Linked DNA regions of Sus scrofa: region 1 is linked to region 2. The links are chromatin contacts, called in public Hi-C maps. All regions are on one chromosome and are shown on one strand. The core of a region is the stretch at or near the end of the contact, and the rest is flanking DNA. Distances in the headings are between cores, read along the strand shown. Region 1 overlaps DENND5B (DENN domain-containing protein 5B). Region 2 has its middle 24 kb from the start of DENND5B.

Evidence for each region. A called contact is a pair of places that touch in the nucleus more often than the background predicts.
Region 1: a Hi-C map of liver shows a contact between it and region 2, with 8 times the contacts expected there. The contact joins two enhancer-like sites. A contact is called at or near these places in 2 of 47 Hi-C or Micro-C datasets (embryonic fibroblasts and liver).

The regions. Positions count from the first base shown.
Region 1 is chr5:42,797,759-42,801,629 of Sscrofa11.1, forward strand. All of the region lies in intron 9 of DENND5B (DENN domain-containing protein 5B), which reads left to right. Among named protein-coding and RNA genes, the nearest start is that of FAM60A, 130 kb to the right of the region's middle. Within about 2 kb of position 2,058, at least 1 of the 83 cell types and tissues checked has an H3K27ac peak or open chromatin away from gene starts, as enhancers often do. A contact at or near this core is called in liver, where this site is marked.
Region 2 is chr5:42,616,911-42,620,794 of Sscrofa11.1, forward strand. No RefSeq gene overlaps it. Among named protein-coding and RNA genes, the nearest start is that of DENND5B, 24 kb to the right of the region's middle. Within about 2 kb of position 2,256, at least 22 of the 83 cell types and tissues checked have an H3K27ac peak or open chromatin away from gene starts, as enhancers often do. A contact at or near this core is called in liver, where this site is marked.

The DNA of each region.
Region 1 (3,871 bases), core at 808-3,307, 180 kb after region 2:
TTCCAAATAACATTCCTAGGTATTGGGAGTAAGGCTTCAACATATCTTTTAGGGAGACATACTTCAACCCATGACACCATCTTTATACTTTTAAGTATCAAGTGCAGAAACTATGAAACAACCAAAAATAAAGATTAAACCCTGTCATTATGGTAGATGATTCCATTCAGAAAATATGAGTATGATTAGAATTGAAAACAGTTGTTTGGGTTTAGGGAAATTCTTGATTTTAGGTAAATACAAGTATTTTATTAACAAGTATGTAATAAAGAAGGATTTTACAAGAAAATAATTCAAAGCAGGGTAGGAATGGTATGTTAGAAAGAAAGCTCTGAAATCAACAGTTCTGGAATTTAGTTCATTCCTGACCACTACCCAGCTTGGGATCCTTAGACAAGTGGGACTCATTTCCTTCTTTTCTCATCTGCAAACACTCTGACATTCTGTGATTTTATTGAAGAGTCTCAGAGAAGGAAAGGGAAAAGCCAGGCAGTGGCAAAGAAATGGGATAGAAGATTGTGGGAGACACTGGGTACACAGAATGGCACTGACCAACCAGAATTGTCAGGAGGCAAGTATAAAATCAGTGAGGGGAATGAGACAGTGGAACTATGCCCTTTATCCTGTATAGTGCAAACTAAAACGTAATTTGAAGGTTCTTGAAAGATGGCTTACAAGTATGATATTTCTGTCTCCCAGATGATTTGCTGAGCTGTGTGTTACACAGTTTTTGGTCCTTGCTTATTTCCCAAGATACTTGCTACGATTTTATTGGTCAGGAAAAAAGAAAACTTAGTAAATTATCTTTATCACATGTGATGGTGTTGCTTGATTTGATTTAATAAACACTGTACCCTAAGTATTGTGCCATCTGGAATCTCTTGAGGTTCATATATGTGTGGTAATATTTGCGAATCCTTGTTTCTACTGTTAATGTCCTATTTTTAATAACCAGAAAGGAATGAAGCCCTTACCATTTTCCCAGCTGCAAGTGTTCCGTTAAATATGTTTCTGGAGTTCCCATTATGACGCAGTAGAAATGAATCTGACTAGTATCCATGACGAGGTGGGTTCCATCCCTGGCCTCGTTCAGCGGGTTGGGGATCCGGCGTTGCCATGAGCTGTGGTGTAGGTCGCACGTGCAGTTTGGATCTGGTGTTGCTATGGCTGTGGTATAGGCTGGCAACTGTAGCTCCGATTCAGCCCCTAGCCTGGGAACTTCCATATACCATAGGTGTGACCAAAAAAAAAAAAAAAAAAAATTCTGAAATGTGTCAGAATTATTGATTCATTTAGGTCTACATGTGAGAAAACTACAGTGATGGCAAATACATCAAAGGAAAAAAGATGTATGAATTAAGGAAAACAGTTACAGTAGCATATACATTGCTGTTTCTTTTCCTTTTGGAGTCTAATACCGGCATACCTTTGAGATACTGTGGGTTTGGTTCCAGATTACCACAGTAAAGTGACTAGCACAATAAAGGAAGAATTTTTCGGTTTCCCAGTGCATATAAAAATTATGTTTACACTATGCTGCTGTCTATTAAGTGTGCAATAGCATTATGTCTAAAAAAATATATATAGATATCTTAATTTAAAATACTTCAGTGCTGGAGTTCCTGTCGTGGCTCAGAGGTTAACGAATCTGACTAGCATCCACGAGGACACAGGTTCAATCCCTGGTCTTGCTCAGTGGATTAAGGATCTGGCATTGCTGTGAGCTGTGGTCTAGGTCACAGATGCGGCTCAGATCCTGCATTGCTGGTGTAGGCCAGCAGCTACAGCCCCAATTCGACCTCTAGCCTCTATGCCACTGGTGCGGCTCTTTTTAAGAAGCAAAACCAAAAAACACTTTAGTGCTTAAAAATACTAACCATCATCTGACAACACAGGTTACCACAAATTGTCAATTCGTAAAAAATACAGCATCTTCCAAATTCCCTTGTGGCTCAGTGGGTTAAGGATCCAGTGTTGTCACTACTATGGCTCGGGTCACAGCTGTGGCTCAAGTTCTGTCCCTGGCCTGGGAACTTTAGCATGCTATGGTGCAGCCAAAACAAACAAACACACACACACACAAAACAAAACAGTATCTTTAAAGCACAGTAAAAATGAGGTAGGCTTGTATTTATCACTATAAATATCCACCTCCTTTCAAATCTGAGTCAGAAAGTTTGGAAATTTTCATCACTGCTTTACTCAAAATAGTTATTATCCTTCCATGTAGCCCATGTTTTCCTACTTTCAGAAAGCAGTGCCCTTCCTGCCAGTTGAGCCTTCTGTATGCCAAAAGAATATTGATTGTGGAGGTGATGCTGCTGATAATAATAGCTAATATTATTAAGCTAGTCTGCACTAGCTTCTCTGCTGACTGCATTAAGTGTATTAGCTCATCATCCTTATTACAAACGTATCCCTACTGATGAAGCCTGTTGTTTCACCCATTTTTATGATTGGGGCTCAGAGATAGTCAACAACTTGCTTTCAGGATCACATAGTTAGAAAGTGGTAAAAATAGGATTCAGACCTACGACTGCTGATTCAGGGGCCCAAGCACTTAACCATTATACTGCATGTACTTCTGGCTGTTACTCTAATATGAAGGTGACATGTGATTACTCTTAGAGTTGGATATTTTGCTTTGGTAGCCCCCCCCCCCCAAAATTTTGAATAACCTAAAATATTGAACACCTGTCGTATCAATCTAATGAGGCCTTTCAGAATGAAAGAGCCCTGACATGCCTCCCTTCTGCCTCACTGGGCTCGGTTAAGAGGGGGGACCCAAAAGAAGGTAGGATTATACTTTGAGAAGCAAGATACATTCTCAGGTGCCATTGTCCCTCCTGAAGAGCAAAGTAAAGATTGAGATTATGTAGCCTAACCCTGAAATGGGGCCATTGTTACATGTTGGTAAAAGTACAAGCTTGGGTTAGTGGCAAGGTTAGGATTATAACCCAGGTCTCCTTTATTCCTTGCATCATGTTCATGATGTCTCATTCATAAAGACTGTGGAAGTCTGGAAAATCTTCACCATCAGTATTCTTGTACATAATTTGGGAACGGAGCACTATGCAATAAAGAAAAAGGTTAATTTTTGAAAAGCTTTATTTGATTGAACTCTTATTTAAATAGGCTATTTTAACTTTAATGAAGACTATAAACAGGGAATAGTTATGTATTCAGAATGAAATCTTCCTCTCTTACAGATAATGCAAGTGAAGCCTTGGGGAGGAAATTAGCAGAGAGAATTTAATATGCTGATTACAAGGCAGAAATAAAGAGCTTATGACTGAAAGTTTTACCTGATTTACCTTAGTTAATTTGAAGTTTCATGCTCCACTGAAGAGCTATCTCTGCTTTATAAACACTAAACTTAAAATGTGCTAAAAGATGCTGACCCTTATCGATTCATACGTTCCAGATGAGTGTAATAAATACCATAGGCTATTTTTCTGAAGTGGATAAGTTTATCATCAGTACAGACTAGTCATCAGCTTAATCAATTTTTTTCTTGTGTTTGTAAAATATCCTAATTTTTAAAATCACTTTGATATGGGTAGACTATTCATTTACATAGTTTTTATTTTCTTTCAGTAGCATTAGAGTACTTATTCATTCACTTGGCAAATATTTATGGAACCCCTGCTATATGCAAGGCACTGTCCCGTTCATTGGGAGTTTAGCAATGAATTAAAATAATGAAAATCTCTGCTTTCAATATGAGGAAGCAAACAAGACAACTTAATATGTAAAATAGGTAACCTGTCAGAAAGTGATAAGGTTTGTGAAGAAAAATAAAGCAGGGAAAGAAGTATAGGGACTGCTTAAGAGGGAAGATTTCAATTTTAAAATCTTACTGCTGTATTTT
Region 2 (3,884 bases), core at 1,006-3,505:
TTTGAGTTTCCACATAATAAACTTGCATTCATGTGACCAAGAAAAGTTCCAGAAATGTGATGCTGTCATTTGAGTCACAGCCATGTGTTGTTACATAGGACACATTTTATTGTAGGTAATAAAAAAAAGTCATGACAAAAAGAAACTTTTTCTTGTCTTTTTTTTTCAATAGGGCCGCACCCACAGCATATGGAGGTTCCCAGGTTAGGGTCTAATCAGAGCTATTGCTGCCGGTTTATACCAGAGCCACAGTAATGCCAGATCTGAGCCGAGTCTGCGACCTACACCACAGCTCACAGCAACGCCAGATCCTTAACCCACTGAGCAAGGCCAGGGATCAAACCCGCAACCTCATGATTCCTAGTCGGATTCGTTTCTGCTATGCCACCGCAGGAACTCCAGAAACCTTTAAATGTAGAGTCAATGTTCAGCCCTAATCAAGGGTTGTTGATGACTTTTGTGATTCATGTTTGGGAATATTACTAAGAAGAAAAATTATACTGAACAGTTTTAGCCTTCATTTCAAGGGTGTAAACTTCGGGAAGAGGAAATGGGGTAGAGGTGCCTCTGTTGTTCCTATTCTCATAGAGAGAGCCTAATTTTACCCACAGAGGCCTCTGCTGACTCTGCTCGTCCTTTTTCAGGTATATTTAGAAACCACAAGTATCATAAAGGCTGAGGCTTGAGGTTCCCCAGCTACCAAAAACCTAACGTAGAGAGACCTCTTCAGTTTAGTAAACCATTCACACTATCCCAGAGGAAATAAAGCCTTTTCCAAGGGGAGACTGGGAGATGGGGAAAAGAGCTGGGGGAGAAGTTAAGCAGAGGGAAGGATATAGGAGAGGGCCATCAACCCGTCTTCAGGTAGATGCTCCTGCCGTTTACACGATATGACCACCAGATGGCGCACAGGAAAGGATCAAATTCAGGCCCTTAATGGGTGGCTGGTGTGTGTTATTAAAGCCACCGGCCTGCCAGGCTCACCCTTCGGCATGCACAAGTTTCCCGGCCGGGGATCCACCTTGCACCACAGAAGTGACAGCAGCTGGATCCTTGGTCCCGCCGTGCCACCAAGGGACTCTGGATTTGGGTTTCTTTTTTCTTTTGTATTTTTTAGGGCTGCACCCCGCGGCATATGGAGGTTCGCAGGCTAGAGGTCAAACGAGCCGTGTCTACAACCTACACCACACTTCACGGCAATGCCGGGATCCTTAACCCACTGAGCAAGGCCAGGGATTGAACCTGCATCTTCATGGTTCCTAGTCAGATTCCTTTTCACTGTGCCACAATGGGAACTCCCAGATTTGGGTTTCTGTTAGATGATTTGGGGAAAGGTAAAGTGAAGATTGTTCTGGATTGGGTGCTGTCAGAAAATGGGACTAACTTGTTGACCGAGTATCTTTTTTTTTTTTTTGCTTTTTAGGGCTGTACCCGCGGCGTATAGAAGTTCCCAGGCTGGGGTCAAACGAGCCGCGTCTGCAGCCTACACCACAGCTCAGGGCAACGCCAGATCCTTAACCCACTGAGAGAGGGCAGGAATCGAACCTGCAACCTCATGGTTCCTAGTCGGATTCATTTCTGCTGCTCCACGACGTTAAGTCCAAACAATATTCAGTTTATAAAAAACTTTTTTTTTTTTTTTTTTTGGCCTCTTCTAGGGCCTCTCCCGCGGCATATGGAGGTTCCCAAGCTAGGGGTCTAATCAGAGCTGTAGCCACTGGCCTACACTACAGCCACAGCAACGCCAGATCCGAGCTGCATCTGCAACCTACACCACAGCTCACAGCAACGCCAGATCCTTAACCCCTTAGCAAGGCCAGGGATCGAACCAGAAACCTCATGGTTCCTAGTCGGATTCGTTAACCACTGAGCCACAACGGGAACTCCTATAAAAAACTTCTATGAGAAGATGCTCATAAAGAAAGCTGATAGGTTGTCTTCCATTTCTGGTTTGTCCAAAATATATATATTCTAGACTTCATAAAGAGAGACTTGTATTCAAAAGGATTATTGCAAGGGTAGAGCAGGGCAGGGGGAACAATTGCAATGAGAGAAATCTGTGATCATAGGTCTGCAATCATCTAAGAGTTAGACAAAAAGATTTTCCTCTGTTCCAGAGAGGAGTAAACAAGGCTGGGAAGAGCCAGACTTGGGATGCTGGATGAAAGAGTGGCCTGAGCGGAAGGCAGATTAGAGAATGTTTGACCCTGAGGCCAGCCTATTCTCAGAAGCTGGGAGTGGGCCAAAGTTCAAGGGCCTGGAGGAAGGAGAGAAGCTTAATCAAAGCTTGGTTAACAGCATTTGTTGCATGGATCAGTGAGGACAAGCATTTCAGCTAATCATTTATGAAGCAAAGAAAAGGAATTTTGAAGGTCTGCGCCTGGCCTTGTCAATAGGGAAACAAGGGGCATCTGGGAGTCTTACCTAAGTCAGAGGGGAATGCTCGGGTCTTTGCATTAAGCAAAGTCTCTTGGGGGATTTCTTTTTTTAATTTTTAAAAATTTTAATTAATTAATTAGAAGTATAGTTGATTTACAATGTTATGTTAGTTTCAGGTGCACAGCAAAATGATTCATATATATATAATATATATTTGTATATACACACATTTTTTTTCTTTTTTAATAGCCACACCCGCTGTATATGGAAGTTCCCAGGCCAGAGATTGAATCCAAACTACAGCTGCACTGGGAGCCACTGCAGTCGGATTCTTAATCCACTGCACCATAGCTGGAACTCCATATATCTTTTTTTTTTTTCAAGTTCTTTTCCTTTATGGATTAATTACAAAATATTGAGTAGTAGTTACTTGTTGGTTATCTATTTTCTATATAATAATGTGTTAATGTTAATGTGGGAGGATTTTTTTTTCCTCACTTGCCCACACCCAAGGCATATGGAAATCCCGGGCCAGGGACTGAATCCAGCCAGAGCTCTAACCTACACCACAGGCGGGATCCTAAACCCATTGTGCCAGATCCGGATCATTAATCCACTGTGCCACAGGGGGAACTTTACATGAGGGGGTTTCTTAATCCTTGCCACCCTTTTCCAGGATCACAGGACTCAGGTAAAATTCATCATTTTCAGGTTGCATGTTCATGCATCCTGTTTCTCCACTTGCTGTGTTTCGGATAAAGGATGAAATGTGGGCTTGAATGTGACCTGAGAGATCCTGGATCCTTCCATAGAGGCTCAGGTCTGTGAGACAGAGGGGCTGGGGAAGAGCTGGCAAAAGCGCTGGGCAAACTTGGCTGTTGAGACCATATTCATTGTATAACTTTTGCGGCTCTTGCATTTGTTCTGAACTACAAGTGCATCATTGTAAAACTTAAAGTGAGACAACATCAGTTCTGGTTGTGGCTCAGAGGGTTAAGAACCCAACTAGTATACATGAGGATACGGGTTTGATCCTTGGCCTAACTCAGCGGCTTAAGGATCTGGAGTTGCTGCAAGCTGTGATGTAGGTCACAGATGTGGCTTGTATCCCTGGCAGCAGTGGCTGTGGCATAGCTGCAGTTCTTATTGACTCCTAGCCTGGGAACTTCCATATGCCTGAGGGTGTGGCCCTAAAAAGACGAAAAAGAGGCAACATCAGCACTTGTGAAACCACACTTTAGCTGAACCCAAGTAGAGGGCTCAGCCCTATTTGCTGGTGCCTTGGGGCATCTCAGCTTGAAATGCTGCTTGGGCCCCCACCCCCTGCAGAACATACACCGCCCTCCCCACCCTGAATGTTTTCCTGGACAGCTTACTTCACTTCCCTTGTAAGGATTCCAGCCTTTCGCTGGCTTGTCAGGGCTTCCGGGCCACTTTGCACCCCGGACATCTCCCATTCATTCTTTCCTCTCCTTTCATAGCCTTTCGTTCTGCAGTGACACAGG